3 separate regions of the Mus musculus genome follow, and all the other regions are linked to region 2. Evidence: chromatin contacts called from public Hi-C and HiChIP or PLAC-seq data. All regions are on one chromosome and are shown on one strand. The core of a region is the stretch at or near the end of the contact, and the rest is flanking DNA. Distances in the headings are between cores, read along the strand shown. Region 1 has its middle 35 kb from the start of Spry2. Region 2 has its middle 4.2 kb from the start of Gm35967. Region 3 has its middle 25 kb from the start of Gm35909.

Evidence for each region. Hi-C and Micro-C count contacts between places; a contact is called where the count stands out from the background. HiChIP or PLAC-seq counts read pairs in DNA pulled down with a chosen protein or histone mark.
Region 1: a contact with region 2 is called in an H3K27ac HiChIP or PLAC-seq map of embryonic stem cells, with 9 read pairs. The contact joins two enhancer-like sites. A contact is called at or near these places in 1 of 39 promoter capture datasets (the 3T3-L1 cell line), 5 of 484 Hi-C or Micro-C datasets (3T3-L1-derived adipocytes, the HPC-7 cell line, cranial neural crest and 2 more) and 3 of 115 datasets of contacts at active chromatin or transcription factors (craniofacial prominence, embryonic stem cells and trophoblast stem cells).
Region 3: a Hi-C map of nephron progenitors shows a contact between it and region 2, with 2.6 times the contacts expected there. The contact joins two enhancer-like sites. A contact is called at or near these places in 4 of 484 Hi-C or Micro-C datasets (cortical glia, nephron progenitors and uterus) and 2 of 115 datasets of contacts at active chromatin or transcription factors (bone marrow-derived macrophages and cardiomyocytes).

Annotation. Positions count from the first base shown.
Region 1 is chr14:105,859,714-105,862,954 of GRCm38.p6, reverse strand. No RefSeq gene overlaps it. Among named protein-coding and RNA genes, the nearest start is that of Spry2, 35 kb to the left of the region's middle. Within about 2 kb of position 1,859, at least 34 of the 459 cell types and tissues checked have an H3K27ac peak or open chromatin away from gene starts, as enhancers often do. A contact at or near this core is called in embryonic stem cells and trophoblast stem cells, where this site is marked.
Region 2 is chr14:105,731,082-105,734,146 of GRCm38.p6, reverse strand. No RefSeq gene overlaps it. Among named protein-coding and RNA genes, the nearest start is that of Gm35967, 4.2 kb to the right of the region's middle. Within about 2 kb of position 1,591, at least 335 of the 459 cell types and tissues checked have an H3K27ac peak or open chromatin away from gene starts, as enhancers often do. A contact at or near this core is called in embryonic stem cells, nephron progenitors and trophoblast stem cells, where this site is marked.
Region 3 is chr14:105,541,561-105,544,496 of GRCm38.p6, reverse strand. No RefSeq gene overlaps it. Among named protein-coding and RNA genes, the nearest start is that of Gm35909, 25 kb to the right of the region's middle. Within about 2 kb of position 1,661, at least 31 of the 459 cell types and tissues checked have an H3K27ac peak or open chromatin away from gene starts, as enhancers often do. A contact at or near this core is called in nephron progenitors, where this site is marked.

The DNA.
Region 1 (3,241 bases), core at 610-3,109, 130 kb before region 2:
TTGTAGTAGAAGCCTGTGTTACCAGGGAAATTAGAGTTCTCTCTTTGGAGTTCTTGGTTTTGTTAGTAAAAGAATTTAAAAACAGACTCAAAAGTAAGTTCGGGGACAATATTATTACTGAAGTTTCCAAGAAAACCAACGGGACAGAAAAACTATTAATCTTGGCAAACTCTGGGAAAGGGGAAAGAAGAGGAAAAGAAAGCCATTTCTGTGGCGTTAGGGTCCAAGAAACAGAGTAGAGCTGCCAAACGGCCCCAAGGCAGGCGGGCAGCCGCTTGGAAAAAGGCAGCGGGGGGTGGGGGAGACCTTTAGAGAAGGAAGGAGAAGGCCCAGAGGGTCAGCAAGAGCATTCCCAGACTTTAGCAGTATCCTGAAGAAAAAGAGATAGAGACGAAGGAAAGGGAAGTTATGTTTCTCGCCCCTCCGTGCTACAAGACGGAAGTTCTGCAATGCTGCACAGGGGACAGAAGGCCTTTAGGGGAGGACAGGCATGCTGTCTCACCAACTCAGAAATTATCCCTTCCACCTTCCGGTGAGTCAGCTCTCTTGGTGGCTTGGAGACCTGACCAGGTGACTGACACACCCAGATGCACTATCTCTCTTAAGGGAGGAGACAATGGCATGCAGTATTTCTATCTTTGGAGCAGATCGGAATGCTTTGTCTCCACTCTGGGCGAGCGGTAGCTTATTCTTTCAGACTGGACTAGCGGTTTAGAGGGAGGCCAAGCGGATTTTACTTGGTTGGGATTTCCCGGGAAGCCGGAGGTGTGTTCCAAAGCTGACAGTGAGGTGGAGGTCAGGCCCAAGGCTATTCCGACGTTCTGATCTCAAGAATGGAGACGCGAAAATCATTTAAGAAGCAGAATAGAAACAGTCCTGGCATTTCCCCTTCAGCCAGGATAGGACAAAGTGCATTTTTGGTTTCTGGTTAAGGATACCAATGCAGGAGCCCACCGTAAACCGCCTGTATGCGTTTATCTCCTGTAGTCCCCACTCGGATCTTTAGGTCACTTTGTACTCTGTGTTGTGCTATCAAGTTCCTTATTGACTTACAATAGAGCATCTTCTTCCTTTGAGCTTCTTTTAATCACTGGGGCATCGTTGTTAAATGTTCATATTTTAGTCTCTGAAAGTGTATTACTTCCTACCATATCTGCCTACAGTATTACTTCCTGGGAATCAAAACTGCATATCTAAACCTTCAACAATCTACGACATTTGTTTGGCCATTGATGCCAATACTAGTAAAAAAGACATGGTGAGGAGCTGGTCAGATGGCTCAGTGGTTAAGAGTGCCGACTGCTCTTCCGAAGGTCCTGAGTTCAAATCCCAGCAACCACATGGTGGCTCACAACCATTCGTAACAAAATCTGATGCCCTTTTCTGGAGTTTCTGCAGACAGCTACAGTGTACTTACATATAATAAATAAATCTTAAAAAAAAAGATATGGTGAGTCTATTGTTGGATAGTATTAAAGTAAATCTAAACAAAAAATAAGATTGACATTTTCAGGCAAATTGCCCAAGCCAGAATTCAGGTAAATAGAATCATTGGAATCCCAAGTTGGCACCTGGGTTAAATCATAACTAAAAGAAGAAAATGCACTAGAAGGTAATGTGAACTTCATTATTTAGGAACAAGTTCTGATAAAAGATTCAGTGTCACAGAGATAGAGATAGTACCTGGAGGATAAAGAGTTAAGGAAGTGGTTTTAAATGACAAAAGCGGGACACTCTCTCCCACTACTGAACTTTGCTTTGAGCACACTGGACTTGGGCTTTCTCCGCCACTCGCTCCAGATCCACACCCCTGGGAGGAGCTTAACTGATTATCTCACACCTGTGTGTCTTGTTGATAAGCTTCCTGCTCCCTAGGGGAGCGGGGAAAGGAAACACCCCAGGGTGGGAATCTAGAGAAAGGGTCACACGGGGCGGGGTTGCTGAATTTTAACTTTGAATGACCTCTGTAAAGCATCTGAAAAGACTTTCTGATAATGAGAAATAGGGAAATCTGTGAAAACCTGTGATTTGTGACTGGGTGCTTGCCTAGCTGGAGTGAGGTATTGAGTTCCATCCACCACACATACATACATACACACACACACACACACACACACACACACACACACACACACACTCACACTCACACTCACACACACAGTGGATGCTTGAGGGTGAACCTTTTAAGTCGTCAGTGATACAAATTTTTAATGTTTAGGGCTGGAGAAGGAAAGAGGAGAAAACCGGAATATTTTATCACAGTAGAGTACTCTGTTCTCCATCATTAATAGAATTTGTGAACCAAAAATGTTCACAGAAAAATTATTTTAATTGCAATACTCTTATTAGGAAATCTTTGTGGGTTTACAGGTAGTGGTGCTCTCTTTATTTGGCTCCACCCTCCGCTTTGTTCTGTTTCTGAGGGCACACAACTCAATCCAACAAAATGAATGGACCGCTTCTGATCTTCCCTTTGTAAGGCGAAATACAGTGTGTTCTCATATTCATTAAGTAAAGAGCAGCGCATAGAAGACAGGTCCCTATGAGTAATGCACACCATTATTAATGGTGGTTGTAGTCTAGCTTTTGTTTTAAGAGAATGCCAAAGACCTGCTGGCAGAAGCATAGCTGTGATCTTCTCTCAGGAGAGTTATACATTTCCCAGAGAGCCAGAGGAAATTTTAATGTTTTTCTCCAAGCTTTACCCAAATTCAACCTTCTAATATTCTACAATTCTATAATTCTACAGAAACGGATTAAGATGCAAACTCCTTTGAGTTCCAAAGGAGAGGGAGGGAGAAACTGGGGAAGCTGTCTTTCAGAATGTTACCCATCAGCTAGCAGTCCGGAAATGAAAGGTTAGACTAGAAATCTGAGGTCATTGTTCAAAGTCTGTATCCATTCCCTTGGCACTGATGGCTCAGATAAACTCTGCTGGGGTTCTTTTGTTTCTAATACTAGGCTAATTATAAGGCATGTAGTAACAAGTTTTTTAAATGCCTTAAGCAATTTTAGTTTTTTTTTTTTAAAGAGGAGGATTATTCTGTTATTATTAGCACAAAAATTGTTTAATTTACTCCCGAATTCTTCTCAACATTACTGAATAAAAAAATAAATAAATAAAAAGGAAAGGAACTTGACCAGTCCGGGCTTCAGCCCCAAGTGAATGGGAAAAACAAAACAAAACAAAAGAAAACAAAAAAGGCAAGGAAACCTGAGTACTCCTAGGTGTGGTGGAGGA
Region 2 (3,065 bases), core at 342-2,841:
TTAAAATCGTAAAAACACAAAGAATGAGAAAACTAATAATAAAATCTATTCAACATATTAAATATAGTTATATTTTGATATATATATATTTCAGATAATTACAATTCTAGTCATCACTTGGCCAAGTTTTGTTCCATTGGCAGGGTCTTGGGGAAAGGCTACCTGCAGAGATCTAAAAGAAACCAGAGGTGGAACCCTGAGCCATGCCCCTTCACATGATGGAAAAGGTCTCTCCAGGCTGTGTTCCCAGTACAGGTCCCTCTTTATGTGCCCTCCCACAGGCCTTAGCTGGCCCAAATTCTCCTCTTTTATGAGCATGGAAGGAGCTTGCATGGGTGTTCTGTTGTGACCTTGAAACAAGTTGAGAGTAAAACGTCTTTGCTTTGCTCCACTTTGCTTTGTTTTTCTTTTTCTCCTGCCTGATCGTCAGGGAGCTCTCTGGGTTAGAAGTGTATAAACTTGGTTACATTTTCAGCTACAAACGGCTGGCTGTTTTAGGAGGTACTGACAGCTGGGCTGCAAGGCTGGAGGACTGTGGAAATTCTGATGGGGAAGGTGAAGGCCTGGCAAATGGAAAGCATTTTGGTGGGTCTAATGATTTTGGGAAAAATCTCTGCAAGGCTGGAACATTTTGCCACACGTAAGTGGCTATTTCCTTAGCCTCTTCTGCATTCACTGAGAACTCCGTGTAGCTGACCAGAGACTGAAAGAGCTGCAAAAACAGTCCCAGTGTGGGTTTGTCAAGAGAGATATTCCATTTAGGTTTTCCAAATGTGTTGCATGTAACAAAAGCCTGTATTTCTTTTCATTCCAAAAGAGATCTGCCTCATTCTGGTTCATTTAATTCTTGGAAACATAGTTTTATATGTCCAGAGAGCCCTTTGAGCCTTTGAGAGAGCAAGCAAAGGCTTCCACCCCCCACCCCGCCCCCCTTCTCTGGAAGCAGGAAATAAGTCCTGCCAAATGCAAATGAGCTCAGACTCTAACAGGCAAAGCGTCAAAGCACCGAATGCTACGACATTTTAAGCATTTTGAGAACGCACACGCTTTACACAGCTGACGTTTTGGGGGTCTGGAGAACTACAGGAAGTCACACCGACCTATCTAAAGTTGTCATTTCAGGAATACTAATGTGTCTAGAACGGCCTTAGATTTATGTTAGGAAGTCAGAAGCCCTGCCCTTCCTTTTTTTTAAATGGTGGTTTCAGAATCCTAGGGGACTTTTATCAAAGTCTTCTGCCTCTGGAGTTGTCCGTGTGGTTTTGGAACTACACAGTCTCCCTCTTTGAGTCACAAATCCTAATTGGTCTGACATAATGCTGACCAACTGAAAGATGGCGTGGGCTGTCCTTCCAAGGGTTAACAGAGCTGGTTCCAAAGGAGTGAGGCAACCACAGAAACAGGATAATAAATGTGACACTCTCAGACTATCACCAGCAAATATTTGAGCTTATCAAATAACGGAGGAAGTAGTTTAGTTACAAATAAACCAATCTCTCATAAAACAAGTTTTCACACAGGGTCATTTCATTGAGCTGGAGACAGCTAGAGGCCACTCTAGGCAGAACTCCCACTCTGTGTACACTTCGTAACAGCCTCTCATGATTAATGGACAGCAAGGGGGGGAGGCTGGGCCCCAGAGCTCGCTGGAGCTGGGCTTCCTATCAGCCAAACAGCCATAAACAGCAGGTCAGGATTACTGCATGGGAAGTGCCTGTCCGCTGGGAATGTAGCTGGGTTTGTGTTCACTTCCCCTGCCTGCCTTCTCTCTCACAGCGCGCTCTCTCTTTTTCTCCCTGTATAGCAGAGAGCACCGTGTCCTAGAAACTGTAGTAGATGTCACTGCTTGGCACTTTCTGTGCAAAGAGGACAAGTATGTGGGCTCAGGGGGGTGGCGGAACGCTACTCTTAAAGCCACAGCGACTGCGTTGGCTAGGGGCTGGAGGAGGCTGTTTTTCTGGAGCCTTTGAAATCAGCATTGGCTAAAGCATCTCATTTGGATTCCAGAAAAAAAAGCACAGGCACTGTTTGGGGGTAAGGGAGGGGGGGGGCAGGGAGCCTCTTGTTTCAAAGAGAAATTCTCATCGCGTTTAAGAAGAAATATCAAAAAATATCCTGGCATAATTACAGCAATTCAGCAAGTAAAAAATGAAGCCTGCGAAGCTGCTAGAGTTTTGGATTGTGAATGTTCATTTCTGGTGAAATAGAAATATGTCCATTTCTGAATTTTAATTTGTAGAAAATTTGTTTCATTCCCCTAAAGGATAATAAAAAAATGTGAATTAGATGACACATATGCATAGAAGTATAAAAATAGAAACATTCAGACACAGCACTGCCATTCAGAGAAGGCATTTAATATGTTTTCTACCCATCTTTCCAAAATCTGTTAAAAATAGAATGTTGAGACCTTCACCATATGGGGAATTTTGTACTATTTTTCGATCAGATTCTAGCATAGTCATGGCCCTACAGTGTTAGCCAATGTTTTTGCATATATAGTTTTGGAGTTGAAAAATACTAATTTTTACAGCTTAGATCTCCATAGGGAAGCGTTTGAGAGCCCTTGCCGGTGGGTTCCTGCTACAGAGCAGCGTGTGCTTGCTTTGCTTTTCAGGTGTGTCATTTACCCCAAGTCTATGTGATGAGTTTTGAATAAAACTTGGAGAGGAGAAGGCAGATCTATTATCCTCATAGCTGTCTCATTAGATTTTATATTTAAAACAAACTCTCTGGTGATTGCATTTTCCATGGAGCTGGGAGAGATTCAGAGCTCAAAGTCTCTTGGCTTTATGAAGTACTTAGCTCTGCTAATGCTCTTTCCAAATGCACAAGCCCTGCCTGATACAGTCTCGTTCCTTTAAGGAATGATAATTGCATTGGCCGGCTCCCCTACTTGCCACCTGTGATACCAGCACTTAGATGCACTTTGTTTATATTGGGCATCTTCAACTACTTTTCATAACCATTATCTCTTCTGAGCCCTGGACCTGGATCTATGTTTAGTCATTGTGCCCTTGAGTCAGGATTCACTACAGCCAGTAATTTCTCTGTACCTTACCAAC
Region 3 (2,936 bases), core at 412-2,911, 190 kb after region 2:
CATGCTTGCTTGCTCGGGGTCGGTAGGTGAGCACACATGCGTGCATCTGTGCATGTGTGTTTGTCTGCATATATGTATGTGTGTAGTATATGTGTGCCCCCAGAAAGCAGAAGAAGAGAATACCAGATCCTCTAGAACTGGACTTACAGGTGATTGTGAGCCACCATAGGTTTGCTGGGAACCAAACCCGGGTGCTCTTAACCACTGAGCCACCTCTCTAGCCCCCTGTCTGGATGCCTGACCTAAGACGTACAAGCTAAGTCAGGGGCTTCTTGATGACACCTCCCTCTTTCTGCTCCTGTAGAGGACTAGGAAAACAGATCACAGCCACTATTTCATTATCAAATTTCTCTGTTTTCATGAATTCATATTATTTGTCTCTCTTTCCTATTATGCTCTGTACTGGACAAAATTAAAGCACTATAAAATGAAGACATTTATCTCCAACCCAGCATTAGCCATCCTCTCCCCTAGATCTGCTGGAAGGAGGACTGCGGACTTTCACAGATTTTAAGCACATTGTCGCTGTGGCTAAGTATTTTCTCATCTAAAAAGCTTAACATTGAGAAATTTGGCCAAAGGTCTTGTAAATTCACACTGGTAGGTAACTCAGTACTCTCAGCAGACTTTTCTAATAAGTAGTAGGTAATTTTCTTCGAATACTTGAGCACCACGTGTGCTGGTCATATCAGAATACCCGAGTCTATAAATGAAGCACACTTTCTGGGATAAATCATAGTCGACATGCAGCTAACCACATCTGCCAGGGAACGGAGAGCCCACATACTTTTTGACTGGTACTAGCTGAGAGCGAGAAAATACAACGTAAGAATAACGTGAAGCGTGTGCAGCGTCATTAAATACAGTCTTCTCATTTTCCTCTCTACTTCTATATTGAATTCAGAGGTTGTCTGATATTGACCCGGGTGGTTAATTAAAAAAGCGTTTACTTCATTTGTAAGTTCGCAATTCTAACCCTGGTTCTAAAAATTATTAAGAGCTATATTCAGAATTATGCTCTTAAAGTTTTAATTTGCGAAAATGGTGAAAATTATTTTATCATAATCATTTTCCTATCATCACTTGAATGAACACTGATCCACGAAGCTATTCAGCTCCCACGGGCTGCACCTGGCAAGGGGAAGGGAATGCGAATACGTTCATATGCTCAGAATTATTTTATTAGGCTATTTGCCCAGGTTTTAGAAATACTGTGCCCCACATATTTAAATCATTCCCTTTTCTCTCTCGAGAGGATAAAACCTGGATTGAAATAGCTTCCTTCTTTTTTTTTTTTTTTTCAATCAGCTACAAAAGAGAAAGAAATGAATTAAGCACTCGGATTAAATTAATGCTGAATGTAGCGGCTCATAAACACTTCTCAAATTTAGAAGTGCTCGTCAGGGAAAGAGCCGAGGAGAGGGCTCAAAGGAGAATCAGCTGAAGATACACAATAGGACAACTGGACCGTGAGTTAATTGCCTAAGGGTCACCTAGGAACCTTGATTAAAAACATTAACATCTTGATGTAACAAATCTACAGGACTTCTTCATGCCCCTTCCCTCAAGCTCTCAGAGGCTTCTGGGGGCCTTCTGGTTGCCTCGGTCACGGAAGGTTTGCTTCCTTTAATCAAATCCCCCTCCTCCCGACTCTCTAGCCTCCCGCTCTGAGAACGGAGCCTTTGCTCAGCAGACCAGTTCCGACTTCTGTCGGTCTTTTTTCTATCGCCTCCAGAAGCCGAGGCCATGGTTGGATGGCAGCTGATTCCAGTGTCACACTAGGATTTCCAGGAGAGCTACCTGCAATGTGGGCAAGAAGACAAAGACCCCTGACTGAGAAAACTGCCAAGGAACCTGGTTAGGAAACTGCTGCTACAGATTACAAATATCTGATTAGTACTGGTCTCCCGTCCTCAAGTGTTGAGTTCTTAGTTCTCACGTCAGAGTAAGAGAAAGGCAGGCTAGTGTGACAGGGTTGGCTTTCTGTGGCTTCCCTTTGGGGCCCAGCCTCTCTTGAGAATTTCAGCTCTCTCTTTCTAGGACACTTCTCTGTGTGTTATTGTTATTTCCCACCCACCCCCCACCCCCCCGGCCGTCCCTGCTAAATCGAACAATTCTTAAAAACTAAAACGAAGTCTGGTTCTCTTCTGACCCATAGGGGAGCAGAGCTTTCTGTGGTCATCCTCTGTCCCATGTTCCTCCCCTCTTTCCCTCTGACTCCACACTCAGTCCCTGCTGGGGCCGAGGACCTTTCAAACACTCCGACCTTTTGTTACTTTGTGGGTTTTCCCGATTTTCCATTTTTCTCTCTCTCTCCCTCTTTCTGTTATATTTTCCCTCCCTCCTGACTCCCTCTTCTTTTCTCTCTTTGTCCCCTTTCCTGTCCCACGTCCTTCCCTGCTTTTAGTACACACCCCTAGAAACACAGCCAAATACCACTGAAAATAACCTATCGTTTTAAAGCATAAACCTACAATCGCTTTAGCAGGAGGTTAACTAAGTGAGCCAAGTGCCCATCACTTATCAGGGGGTTGCTTATTTTCCTTCTCACTAAAGGTCGGGTAGCATTCTAAATAACCAGCTTCCAAAATTCATATCTCAGTATCACCCTGCAAGGGTTCTCCTTCCCAGTAACTGCAAACTTCTGATACCATATCCCCAAGGCCCCTGATGACTGTGCTACACACTACCTCTACCATGAATACTTACTGACAGTTCTACATACACCATCATACACTCACTCTCTTGAATGCCCTACCCCGAGCTTTCTGGGGAACCTTTTCCTCCAAGAAAGTTTTTCCAAGGCCCTTAAGCTAAAAGATGTCTCAATAGCCTTTTGGCACCCCAGTTGATGAGCACACTGTACAAATCTTCCCAGAATCCTGGCTTCCCTTTTGTTTCTTCCGTGGGTATATTTGGTAAGTGTGTATGACAAC